Regions from separate parts of the Pan troglodytes genome. Here region 1 is linked to region 2. Evidence: chromatin contacts called from public HiChIP or PLAC-seq data. All regions are on one chromosome and are shown on one strand. The core of a region is the stretch at or near the end of the contact, and the rest is flanking DNA. Distances in the headings are between cores, read along the strand shown. Region 1 holds the start of MANF (mesencephalic astrocyte derived neurotrophic factor). Region 2 holds the start of MAPKAPK3 (MAPK activated protein kinase 3).

What was found. HiChIP or PLAC-seq counts read pairs in DNA pulled down with a chosen protein or histone mark.
Region 1: an H3K4me3 HiChIP or PLAC-seq map of stem cell-derived excitatory neurons shows a contact between it and region 2, with 14 times the contacts expected there. The contact joins the promoter of MANF here to the promoter of MAPKAPK3 in region 2. A contact is called at or near these places in 2 of 7 Hi-C or Micro-C datasets (induced pluripotent stem cells and stem cell-derived neural progenitor cells) and 1 of 1 datasets of contacts at active chromatin or transcription factors (stem cell-derived excitatory neurons).

Annotation. Positions count from the first base shown.
Region 1 is chr2:55,414,295-55,419,789 of NHGRI_mPanTro3-v2.0_pri, reverse strand. It overlaps MANF (mesencephalic astrocyte derived neurotrophic factor), which reads right to left and starts at 2,088. Exons shown (of 4, transcript XM_001169644.8): 1 at 869-2,088; 2 at 1-96. The coding sequence starts at 1,154. DOCK3 (dedicator of cytokinesis 3) reads right to left here. Exons shown (of 53, transcript XM_016941180.3): 53 at 2,088-5,233. The coding sequence ends at 4,724.
Region 2 is chr2:54,641,911-54,647,482 of NHGRI_mPanTro3-v2.0_pri, reverse strand. MAPKAPK3 (MAPK activated protein kinase 3) reads right to left here and starts at 1,582. Exons shown (of 11, transcript XM_016941174.4): 1 at 1,427-1,582; 2 at 884-1,154. The coding sequence starts at 1,102. LOC104005567 (a long non-coding RNA gene) reads right to left here. Exons shown (of 3, transcript XR_678953.3): 3 at 4,622-4,892.

The DNA.
Region 1 (5,495 bases), core at 839-3,338, 770 kb before region 2:
AGAACTTTATAAGTTCGTTTTCAATAGTGGCTGGTGAGAATGTGACATCTCTGTCTTTGAGGTCCTGGTAAAATCTTCCCAGATAAGAAATACAAACTGGAAAAGAGAGGGACGGGAGATGCTCAGCAATCACCAAGCTGTTCCAATCCACCAGAAAAGAACTCCGCCAGCAATTTTAATAGGAGACACGGAGATGAATCATTAGAGGTGAGCTTTTCCATCACCGATTTTTCTCAGGTGTCTACAGGTAGACAGAACCTGCTTCCAGGTGGCGGGGGTCCCCTGGTACACCCAGGGCATCAAAGGAGCAAGCATCACCCAATGACCTATAAACGACTTCTCCCTGCTCCTTTCATCAAGTTTAAGCCCATGGTGAACACGTGTCCTTGAGACGGGACTCACTGTGACCTCATAAATGGAGAGACTGGAAGGTGAAGAGAAAAATGATCAAAATGCTGCTGCTAATTTCCAAATACAACAGCGGACCCAGAGGTGCAGCTTCGTGATCCCAACAGACAGGGCGCAGCACCCACGGCCAGCCCTGGAGCTCCCGACGCCGAACAGGGAGCGGTAACCTCTAGATGGTGGTGGGGACAATAACTCAGGAGTAATGGAGATTTCAGGCCAAGTTTTCAACGGGATCTAGTCTCAACTTTTCTTCGTCGGACCAATGTTTTCTAGGCCCAAGAAAGATTTACTAGGGCGGGCGCCGGAGCCTCCTCATGCAGGCCCCGCGGGGACCTGCTGTCGCCCCCGCCCTCGCCCCCCCCCCCCGCCCTCTTGGCCCCGGCCGTCTGGTGATGTTGTGGGGTTCAGCGCCGCCGCCAGAACGGTCACGGATCGCGGCCCCAGGCCCCCTATCCCGCACCTTCGCAGTCGCCCGGCCGCAGCGACCGGCTGCCCGGCAGCACGCTCAGAGCCAGCGCCACCGCCAGCCCCTGCGTGGCCCACATCCTCCTCATCCTCCTCCTCCTCCTCCGCTGCCGCCGCCGACCGACTGAACCGCACCCGCCGCGCCGCACCGCCTCCAAGTCCCGGCCGCGCGCCGTAGCTCCCCATTGGCGGGGGGCCCCCCGGCGCCCTCCCACATGCCCTTCCCCGTTGGTCCAGGAGCCGCGAGGCCAGACGGGCGGCTCCACGCTGCCCTCCCTCATTGGCTGGTGGTGTCTGAGCCCTAGACAGTTGTCGGCCGCTGATTGAACCCGGGCCCGCCGCAGGAAGCGACTACAGCAGCGACGGAAGCGGTGTGGGCCGCCATTTTGGGTAAGGGCAGCGACTGTGGCTGAGGCTGGGTACTGCTAGCTGAATGGGGTTCGGCCACGCCTTACATCTGTTGAGTTGACCCGCGTACCCCTGCCCTGGGCCCCAGGCTCCCTCGAAAACCCCTGCTGATCTCCTCGCCTGGACTCCGACTCGTGGTGCAGGAGTTCTGGGGTCAGCCAAGACAACAGGTTAGGCAGGAAGGGCGGGCGGCCGCAGGCAAGGCTCAAAGAGGTTTCTTTTTTCTTCTTTCATTCGCGTGGGCAACGGACCCAACCTTTGAAAGCCCACCTGCTGATCCTCCACCTGACCGGAGCCCGCCGTGCATAGCCTGATAGGAGACGTGCGGGGTGGACGGACTGCGGGACATCCGGAGGAAGGGCTCAAGGCGCGCCAAGCTCAAAGCTGGGCCGCCACTCTAGACCGTGGAGGGAAGCGCCCGGGCCAGATCATCGGTCGAGGACATGGGGTCGCCTCAGAGTGGGAAGGTGAGGGGCTCGGGAGGTGCCCTTAGAAGCTCTGAATCGTGGCTTGGTGGCTGGCCAGCCGCCTCCTGCCTCCCCGGCTAGGCCCTCGGGGTCCCCCGCTGCCGTGGGACCTCCTGAGTGGGGTCCCGGGAATCACCAGAGAAGCACTGGAGGATGTTTCCTTTTCGACTGCCCTTTCAAGTGCCCTCCTGGCTGCCTGCCTTGAAGGCAGGATGCGGGAACGGTTGGCTCTACTCAGTGCAAAAAGGACATGTCTATGGGGCTAAAAAGGGCTTGGAGCCCGGCGACAAGGGTTGGAGAGGGGCACATCCTCTGCTCCCATTCAGTGAATTCAGTGGATCAGTATCACGTATTTATCTTTAATTCACATCACAGCAGTCAAGGAAGTGGGGAAAGGGGGAAAAAATCAAGTGGCAGATATTTACAACTAAAATTCACATTACTTGTTGGATTTTGAACATGCTACCACAATATATACAGTAAAATACCTCTTGGGACAATGGTACAAATTTTGTTTCCTTTAACTTTGCTTTTCTGGTACAGGTAAGATTTTTAAATCACTTTTTTTCTTTAAACATGAATACACAAAAGAAATGGTTAGAAGTTTCCTTGTTTTAAATAAGCACAGAATGCGGGAGGTTAAAAACACATTTATAGTGCTGAATACCAATTGGACATCACACTCTATACATTTTTTGCTCAAATTCCTGTACAAATACACAGCATTCAAATAGGTATTTACAGATAAGCTTGAAAGAATGAAAATCAGTATTTTACAATCTTTTCAAAGGGTTCTCATCTCTGGCCTCCCATTTCCCCTCAGACTGACTTATTCTCCAACAAAAGGGATTTCAGAATGTGTCGTTTTCATTTAGTTAGGGAAAATGGAGAGGGAAAACAAACGGTTTCACCTTGCATAATGCGAAGCCAAATGAACCCATACTCCCCTCCCTACCTCTTGTGCCACCAAGTGGAGAAGGTAGCTGTTCTTATGTGATGACTGCCTTGTCCAGGGATTGACTTTCAGAAGTGCCTTAAAATCTAAGCCCTCCTACCTATGAATCAAATCCAAAACTAGCCCCTAACCCCTAACCCTCTTAACACCTGTGAACACCAGATGGTCCAGAGATTGAAGCTTGCAAATGAATGTAGGCTGAGAAGCAGGCCAACCCTTTGAGGTGAGGGCTGCTGTAACTGACCCATATCCTCAGCAGCCTTCCGCCCCACTCTGCCTGGAGTGAACCTGGTGGTATCAGAAGGGACCCACACTGGTGATAAACCCCCAGAAAAACCCTGGAGGTAATTTAGACCTCCATCTTTCCCAGTAGGTTATTAGCATTTCTGTTAAACAAGCTGGGGTTTGTTTACAAGAGAAAAACACACTGACCATGGCCTTTACTGTCTGGAAAGAGGGGCAGTGGAGAAGGGACAAGGGGCTCGGGCCCAGGGCCTGGCTGTGGAGGTCATACAGGCCAGCAGAAGAAGAACTGGGGGCAATACGCCTGCCCAACAAGGCAGCCTTGTGACCATCATTAATGTGAACTCGAGCAAATAAAAGAAAAAAAATATTTTGTAGGCTTTTTTTAAAGTAACTTAAAAGCACCCTGGTAAAGTACTACTATACCCACCTGACCCTATCCCCCCAAATAATAAACTGAGAGGAAAATCAGTGCCCTGACTTGAATGAGTTTCCTCTAAAGACACCACTGCTCTGCTTTATAGTTTCCTATAAAGACACCAACAGACTGGGGAGACTGGAGAAACTACCCTCCTGCCAGCCCCGAACCCTGAGTGGTGGTCCCCATGGCCTGGAGTGGGTTGCTGTATGTGGCCACTTGGGAGATGACAATTCTACCTGCATGGCTATCTGCTTCCAAAAGGAGAAGCCCCCTCCCACCCTCTTTACCCAGGAGCCTGCTGAACCTGACCACATGTCCTCAGGGCCTGGAAGCCTGGCTGGGCAGCCAACCCCATGGCTCAGAGGTAGTGCTGAAAATCCCTGATTCAGGAGCTGATGGTAGGCATTCTGGATGCTTCTGAAAGCTTTGAGGATTTCCGGCGCCTGCCACACCCCACACTCTTACACCAGTCTCTCTACCACGTAGGAAGGGGACCAGCTCCCCCTAGGAGGAAGGTAGCTAGGATAGCCTCTCTGGCTCCATACCTCCACTCAAACCCCAGAGGGCGGGAGATAACCCTTGCAGATCCAGTCACCACTGGGGCTCCTGTGGGGCATGAGGTGTTTCAAGAATGGAAGGGAGCAAATGGTCAGAAATAATGTGATGGAGAGAAAAATCCAAGGTGGAGTAGGAGACGGCTGGCCCATTGAACCCTGGCGGTGCCCTGGGCATGCAGTTAGGCCAGTCACATGCCTGAGCCAGCAGGTTGGTCCAGCCAGCCCCTCAGTAGCACACTCCTGGATGGAAGAGGGGGCAGGTGGGCAGGCATTTGTGCAAAACGGCTTGTGGCCCTTTTTCCACCTGTGACATGTCTATATGGTCCTTGCAATCCCTGAATGCAACCATGAACTCTTCTGTCCATACAGCAAAGGAAGAGGTCCTTAGTGCAATTTCCATTCGGTGCATCTCTACCCTGGAGGGAGGGCCTGGGCTCCCACTCCTGGGCCCTGCAGTGTGGCAAAGTGATTCTGTCTGTGCAATTTCTCCATGTAGCTCCACATGGTCCAGAACTGCAGGAGGAAGAAAGCATCTACTGCATAAAGGAAAGAAAGGAAAACCCATAGAAATGGAAATGTAAAAAAATAAAAAGGGAAGCCACAACCCTTCATGCTGCTGTGGCCTCTGTACATGGCAACACATGAGTTCACGGCAGTAGAACGGAGACTTGGGGGTGGTTCTCTCCTGAGTGCAAGCCTCTCTGGCTCCCTGGGGTGGGGCTGGGGGACTTGCTTTTCAGACCTGGAGTGATTGGCAAGCTGCTTACTGAGGGCGGCATCCCAGCCGCCTCGTTGCCCCTCACTGCTCCCCTCGGCCGTGCTCCCAGGCCATGCGGGCCTGCTCCTCCTTAGCGCTCCCAGGAGGCAGTGGAGCCTTGCGGTGCAGGCCTCGAGGCCTCTCAGTCTCTTCACGCAGCAGCACCCCCTCATCGTGCTCCAGGGCCGGCAGGCGGGGGTGGTAGGGCTTGGGCGGCAGCGCAGGCGGGTCCATGGGGTCCTGAGGGATGACGCACCCTGGGGCTGAGTGGCTTCGGCATGGCTGGGCCTTGATGGAGTCCAGGACGGCAGACTCAGAGAGGCTGTAGTGGACAGGGAGGTAGGGTGGCTCAAGATCTTCATCAGCATTCCAGGCCTGACTTGGCATGGAGTCCATGGTGTCAGTGCGAGGTGGGGCCTCCGAGGAGTGCCCAAAGTTACTCTCACTCAAGGAGGACACGCCGCTGCTGGCACTGCCGGACAGCGTAGAGTTGCTGCCGTCCAGACCTGACTGGGGGCTTGTGGGGGAGGCTGGGATAGGGTGGAGAGGAGACTGCGAAGGAAAGGGTGGGCATGTTAGAATCCCTCTCTCCAGACAGGCTGACTTGCCCGCCATAGGAAGACCAAGAGCCTGCTTATGAATGAACTTTAACCCTCATCAACAGCATGTTTCTTGTTTCTTCAGCAGCAAGCTCCCAGCTCCTCCCACCACCCCCAAGCCAGTGGAACTCCAGAATCATCTGCATTTCTGTGGCCAAAAAATTGCCCTGCCCTGGCTGCTGGGCATTGGTGCCCCCTGGTCCCAGGTCCCAGGC
Region 2 (5,572 bases), core at 333-2,832:
GTACTTCTAGCCTCCAGGAGCCACTATCCCTGCCATGCTCTACCCATCCATTGGCACAAGCTACAAATGAGTAAAGACCCCAGAGATGACAGATTCAAAGGATTCTGGGTATGGGGTGTGGCCCTAGGCCCAGAACTGTATGCCTTAAGCTGGAACCAGGTACCCGCCCCCAGCATCCCCCTGACCCCCACCATGCCACCTATATCAGCATGCCAGGTCTTCAGGGAGCCTATAGTCTGAGGTGGTTAGATGGCTGGCCCGCCCTCTGCCCAGGAACCAGGGGTGGGTTGGCCCAGGGCCTGTCCCTTTCAACACGGGACCAGCGACTCGTCAGGAGTCTATCAGCAGCCTCCTGAGGCTCCACAGGTGCAGTGGGCATCAGCCTTGTCCTCTGGCCAGCCCTGGGAGGCTCACACCACTCCAGCCCAGATGGGCAGGGGCCACAGGGAAGAAGCAGTCCCACCCAAGCCTTGGTGGGGTCTCAGCTTCCAGCAAAGGGAAACAGATCCATTCCAGTCAGAGGAGCTTCACATGGAAGGGGCAGCCAAGCTGAACAAGAGATCCCCTTTGGGCCTGAACACATGGGTCCAGCCAGAATCCCAGAGTCAGGAGTCACCCCTTCGCTGCTTCAGGATACAGCATCTCTAGCCATAGTGACTCCACCCCTTGCTCACTGGGACACTCAAAGCTTAGCTAGGCTACGCCTCAGTTTCCCCATCTGTAAAGTAGGGAGGACCACAAGCCTGACCTTACAGGACAGTATGACGATGAAACATGTTGCTGAGCATAGGAAGCTTAGCAGGGGCGCTAGACATAGCTTCACTCACAGGCTTCCGCTGTGGACCCTCCAGGATACCCCAGGCCTCAGTGAGGGCTCACTGACCTTCAGGGCACACTTCTGTCCAGTGCGCCGATGGAAGCACTCCAGCACTTTGCCGTTCACACCCAGGCCCAGCACCTGCTTGGACAACTGGTAGTCGTCGGTCACTGCGTACTTCTTGGGCTCCCGCCGCCCCCCCGGAGCACCGCCCAAGCCGGGTCCGCCGGGTGCAACTGGCGGGGGCACAGGGCCCCCCTGCTCCTCTGCTGTTTCACCATCCATGGCCCCCGCGGGGCGCTCAGAGGCGGCCCCAGCCTGGCGCTTCTAGTGGCACCTGGGGGAAAGGGGAAGAGTGAGTCCCGCCCAGACTTTTCCAACACACCCCAGCCTTGGAGCCTCTGAACTGGGCTGGGCTGCGAGCCCGGGGCAAGCTGGGAGTGCGGGACGAACGGCCTGAGAGTACAGACATGCAGCAAGGGGCGGTGGTCGCGCGGCCGGGTACAAGCGAGCACCGCCCGGGCACGTGTCAAGAAGGGAAGGGGCCGGGCGCCTAATGGCCGCGAGGTCCCCGGAGGAGGCCGCAGAGGGGGCCCAGCGAGGGCGTACCTGGCGGCAACGCACCTTGCTGAGGTACCGGCGAGGGGCAGGAGAGGCGGTCGCGGGAGCTGGCGGCCGCAGAAATCTCAGGGCCGAGAGTCGCGCTGCCGGCGCCCACGTGACCTCCCCCACCCCACCCCACCCCCCCCCCCACTCCCCCACTCCACCCCCCGCTCCCTGCGCGTCATCCCAACTTGGGGCCCCGCTAGGTCAGCCTTAAAGGGCCAGGCGGGCCCCGGCTGGGTCCCGCCCCCGAGCCGGAACAAAATAGGAGGCGTGGCTTCCCGAGGGGGCGGTTACTTCCTCGGTTTCCAGGGACACCCAGGGAGGCCCCTGTACTGGTAGTCCGCTACTGTGCGGGTCCCGGGTTTTACTCGCAACCTAGAACGTGACAGCGCAGGACGTCTTATTTCTCTTGAAAGCTCTCCTTGAGTCGGGTGTTTGCTCTGCACGCTGCCAGGTGGCCCTCCAGTATGGCTTGCTAGGCTTCCGACTTGCCTAGTGTTGGCCAACCCTCAGCGTACTCAACTTTTTAAACATGCCGAGGGAAGTGGCATCTTGTCGTTGTTGAATTCGCCACTCTTTAGCCTCTGGTGGCTCTGGGCGTCTCCAGCACTGGCGACTGCCCCCTTTTTGCAGCTCCCGCTCATGCCCTTGACTCGCTGCTTCCCTTTGGTATATACAGCGTCCTGGGGACCAGAAATCCCGAGTTGCCATTTGATCAGATCCGCCAACCTTTCACCTTATGGTTTGGGCTTTTGGCGTCGTGTTTAAAAAGTCTCTGCCTCCCATCCGAGTGACAGATATTCTCCATTAGCTTTCTAGTTTTGCCTTGCACATATAAGTCTCTGTTAAGCCCATCTTAGACTACCTTACGTATTTTGAGCCAGTTTTTCCAACACCGGCTGTTAAACAACTCTCATTTCACAGATGAGGAAACTGGGACCCCTGGGGAGAAAACAACTTGTCTAGAGCCATAGGGAGGGTGGCTGTGGCTGTCTTCTGGGACAGATCTGAACTACTTGCGCACATCACATCACTCCCCCAATCCGGAAGCTGAGGGACCTGAGCGAGCTGGCTCACTTGGAACTGGGAAGGTGCGGCTCAGCGCAGGGGCTCTGCATGGGCCTCTGCTGTCATCTACAGGCCATCTACAGGACTGCAGGTACCAGGACCTCGGTTCCACTCAGAGGCGTCTTCCAGCCGTCTTACTCTTGGCTCCGGAATTTAGGCCCAGTGAGCGCCTCCCCCTCAGCCCCTCTGGTTAACACACGCACACTCACGGACCCCTGGGCTGCATGTGCAGGCTCATCAGAGAAGTAGCTCTTGGAAAGATGATCTTCTGTCAATGAATGAGTGAATGAGTGACTGAAAGGGTGCTACAACTTATTAGTGGGTACCCACTGTGTGCAGATGTTGAGTGGAGATGGGGTTGGGGCTCTGCCCCTATTTCTTTCAGGCAACCTTCAAGCTAGCAGTGTTCAGTGAAGCAGGAGGCTCCAGACAATAGCCTCAGCTGGCCATAGTGAACACTTCTTGCAGACCAGATGCTGGGAATGTGCTCTCCCTGCAACCCCCTGACCTTACAGAGCCTAGAGGAGGTCACACTATCCCTTCTGCCCCACACTACAGACACACAGGACAGAAAAGCCCAGAGAGGCTAAGTGACCTGTCTGAGGTCAGCAGCTGTCATGACAGAGCCCCCATTCCAACTCCAAAGCACAACCTCAGGGCTGGGCTCTTATCCTCAAACCATGGCCTCCTCTCCTAGTCCTTTCTGGCTCCTCACACAGCCACAGGTGCAAACATACTCTCACACATGTACACATGCAGTCACACCTTTACACATGTGCACACACATGCATATAACACGTATAAACACACATGCATATAACACACATGCACACAGATACACATGCACATGTGCACACACACATGCATTTATGCCCAGCTGGACCCAGGATTGATGTCCCTGAGCCCAACCTGAGAATCTGATTCAAGATCTCAGAGCCTCTTTGAAAGCCCTATGATCTGGAATCTTCTACTGCTGGGGGGAGCCAAAGAAGGCTCTGCTCTCTGAAGGCAACTAGTTTGAGCCTGGTAAACCTGAGGCTGAGCAAGATGTCATTCTGGTGAGCAGAAGGCTAGGCAGCTGAGGGTGGAGGCTGGCTCCTTGCCCCAGCCAAAGGCATCTCACTGAATGTTCTGTGAAGATGTCTTCTTTCTTTAAAATGGAATTAGATTATAATTGCTCTACAAATTTTATAATTGTATTTTTAAGCTGGTCTCTTTTATTAAAATTTTAAGTTGCATAAGTAAAACTTCCTCATTGTAATTAATTCAAATTATACAGAAGTATGAAAAATAAGGCAAAGGTGCTGCTTCTCCCCTCCCAGTCCCTATAACCAGTGTCCATGCTTCCACAGGCACACGCATTCCCCACATGGGTCCATCGGAGAGATGCCTTGAAACTACTCACTTAGCCCAGGAAAGTCAGAATATGTGGTTTCCCTTAGTGCTCATGTTCCAGCAACCACCTGCAGCATCCCCTCCACAATGATGGGAGGATTTGGCATGCAGGATGGCTAGGTCTGGTCAGGAGTGGGTTCATGATGGCAGACTCTGCCACACAGCCCTTCATGTAGCTGTGTGTCCAAGGGGACAGAGACTTTGGAATAGCTTAAAGTGAGGGGGGCTAAATCCTACACACACACACACACACACACACACACACATTCCTACACACACACACACACACACACACATTCTGTCCTTACTGGAGAGAGGAGGCTGCACATGGTGAGAGGATGGAGGCCAAATGAGCGAGACTTTGGGGAAGGCACTGCTGTGTATTCTTGTGATTCATCTTGTGATTGTTCTGGGTAGGGAGTGGCAGGGGAATCTTGCAGTAAGGTCAATCCCTGGGGTGCAGGAGAGGGATTATCCTAGAAGAGAAGAATCTATGGAAATTTGGCTAGTGAGGGCATGAGAGGGGGCACCGCTAGGTGGCAGTGTGGGCCCAGCAATCAGAGCCAGGGTTTCTAGGGAGCAGCCAGGGCAGGAGAATTAAGTACTAAGTTGGCCAGAGGGACCCAACTTAGTACTTGGGGCAGAACAGGGGCACATCACTGTTCCCAGCATGCAGGTGAGGTGCACAGTGCTGTCATATTCACACACACACAAAAATAGTTGGAAGGCCAAAACTCTTGGAACCCTTTGGTTTACACATAGACCGCATAATCACAGACCTGTAGGAGACACTTTCAAAGGGACACCCATGGTGCTCTGACATGGACAGGCCTGGGGGCAGAGAAGCTTCACTGAGGACCTTAAAGCTGGATGTCTAGGAGTCGGCAGATCACCAGCACCCATAGAGGAAGTAGGAGGAAGTGTGTAGGCTCCTGGCTTAAACCATTACTTGCCAGCTGGGAGATCTAAGTTATATTGTAACCTCTCTATGCCTCAGTTTTCTCACCTGTAAAGAGGAGATAATATGTGGTAGTTGTGACAATGACATGAGGCTGCAAATTGCTGAGAGTGCTTGACACATAGTAAGTGTTCAGTTGAATAGTCATGGTGAGGGGGAAGAAGTATAGTTTTGGTAGACAGCTTGGGATTTGGCCCCATAAGAGACCCAAGTTCAAAATTGTAACTCTGTTGCCTGGCAGCGGCAAAGTCCTTTTGTCTTCATAGTAATGAGACAGTGGACAGTTCCTACTGGCAAGTCAGTGGTCCACACAGGGGCCGCATATCAGGCTATCCAGGTATCCCAACCCTCAAAGTGGGTTATAAGGTATCCATCCCCCCTACCCCCATTCCAAGAAAGTGGCTTCTGGCCAACTCAGGAGGGGGCTGGCAGAGTTGCACTCATGAAGCCCGGCTTCCCTTCAGGAAAGCTACAGAGAAGTGACTGCCCTGAAATCTGAAACTTAACGTTTTTTCCCCAGTTTCACAGGGTTTTGCTTTCAGGTTTCTTTTGCCCTCTGCCATTCTGGGCAGAGCAAACTGAGCCTTGTCTTCCCTGGATGCTATCGTTCAGGCCCTTCAACAAGGCCAGGGGTCTGTCATCCCTGCCCAGGATCTCAGAGCTAGACTCCTTTCTGGGGACCCTGGGGGCACACACTGGGAGGGGGATGGGGGTGGGGAGGGGGATGG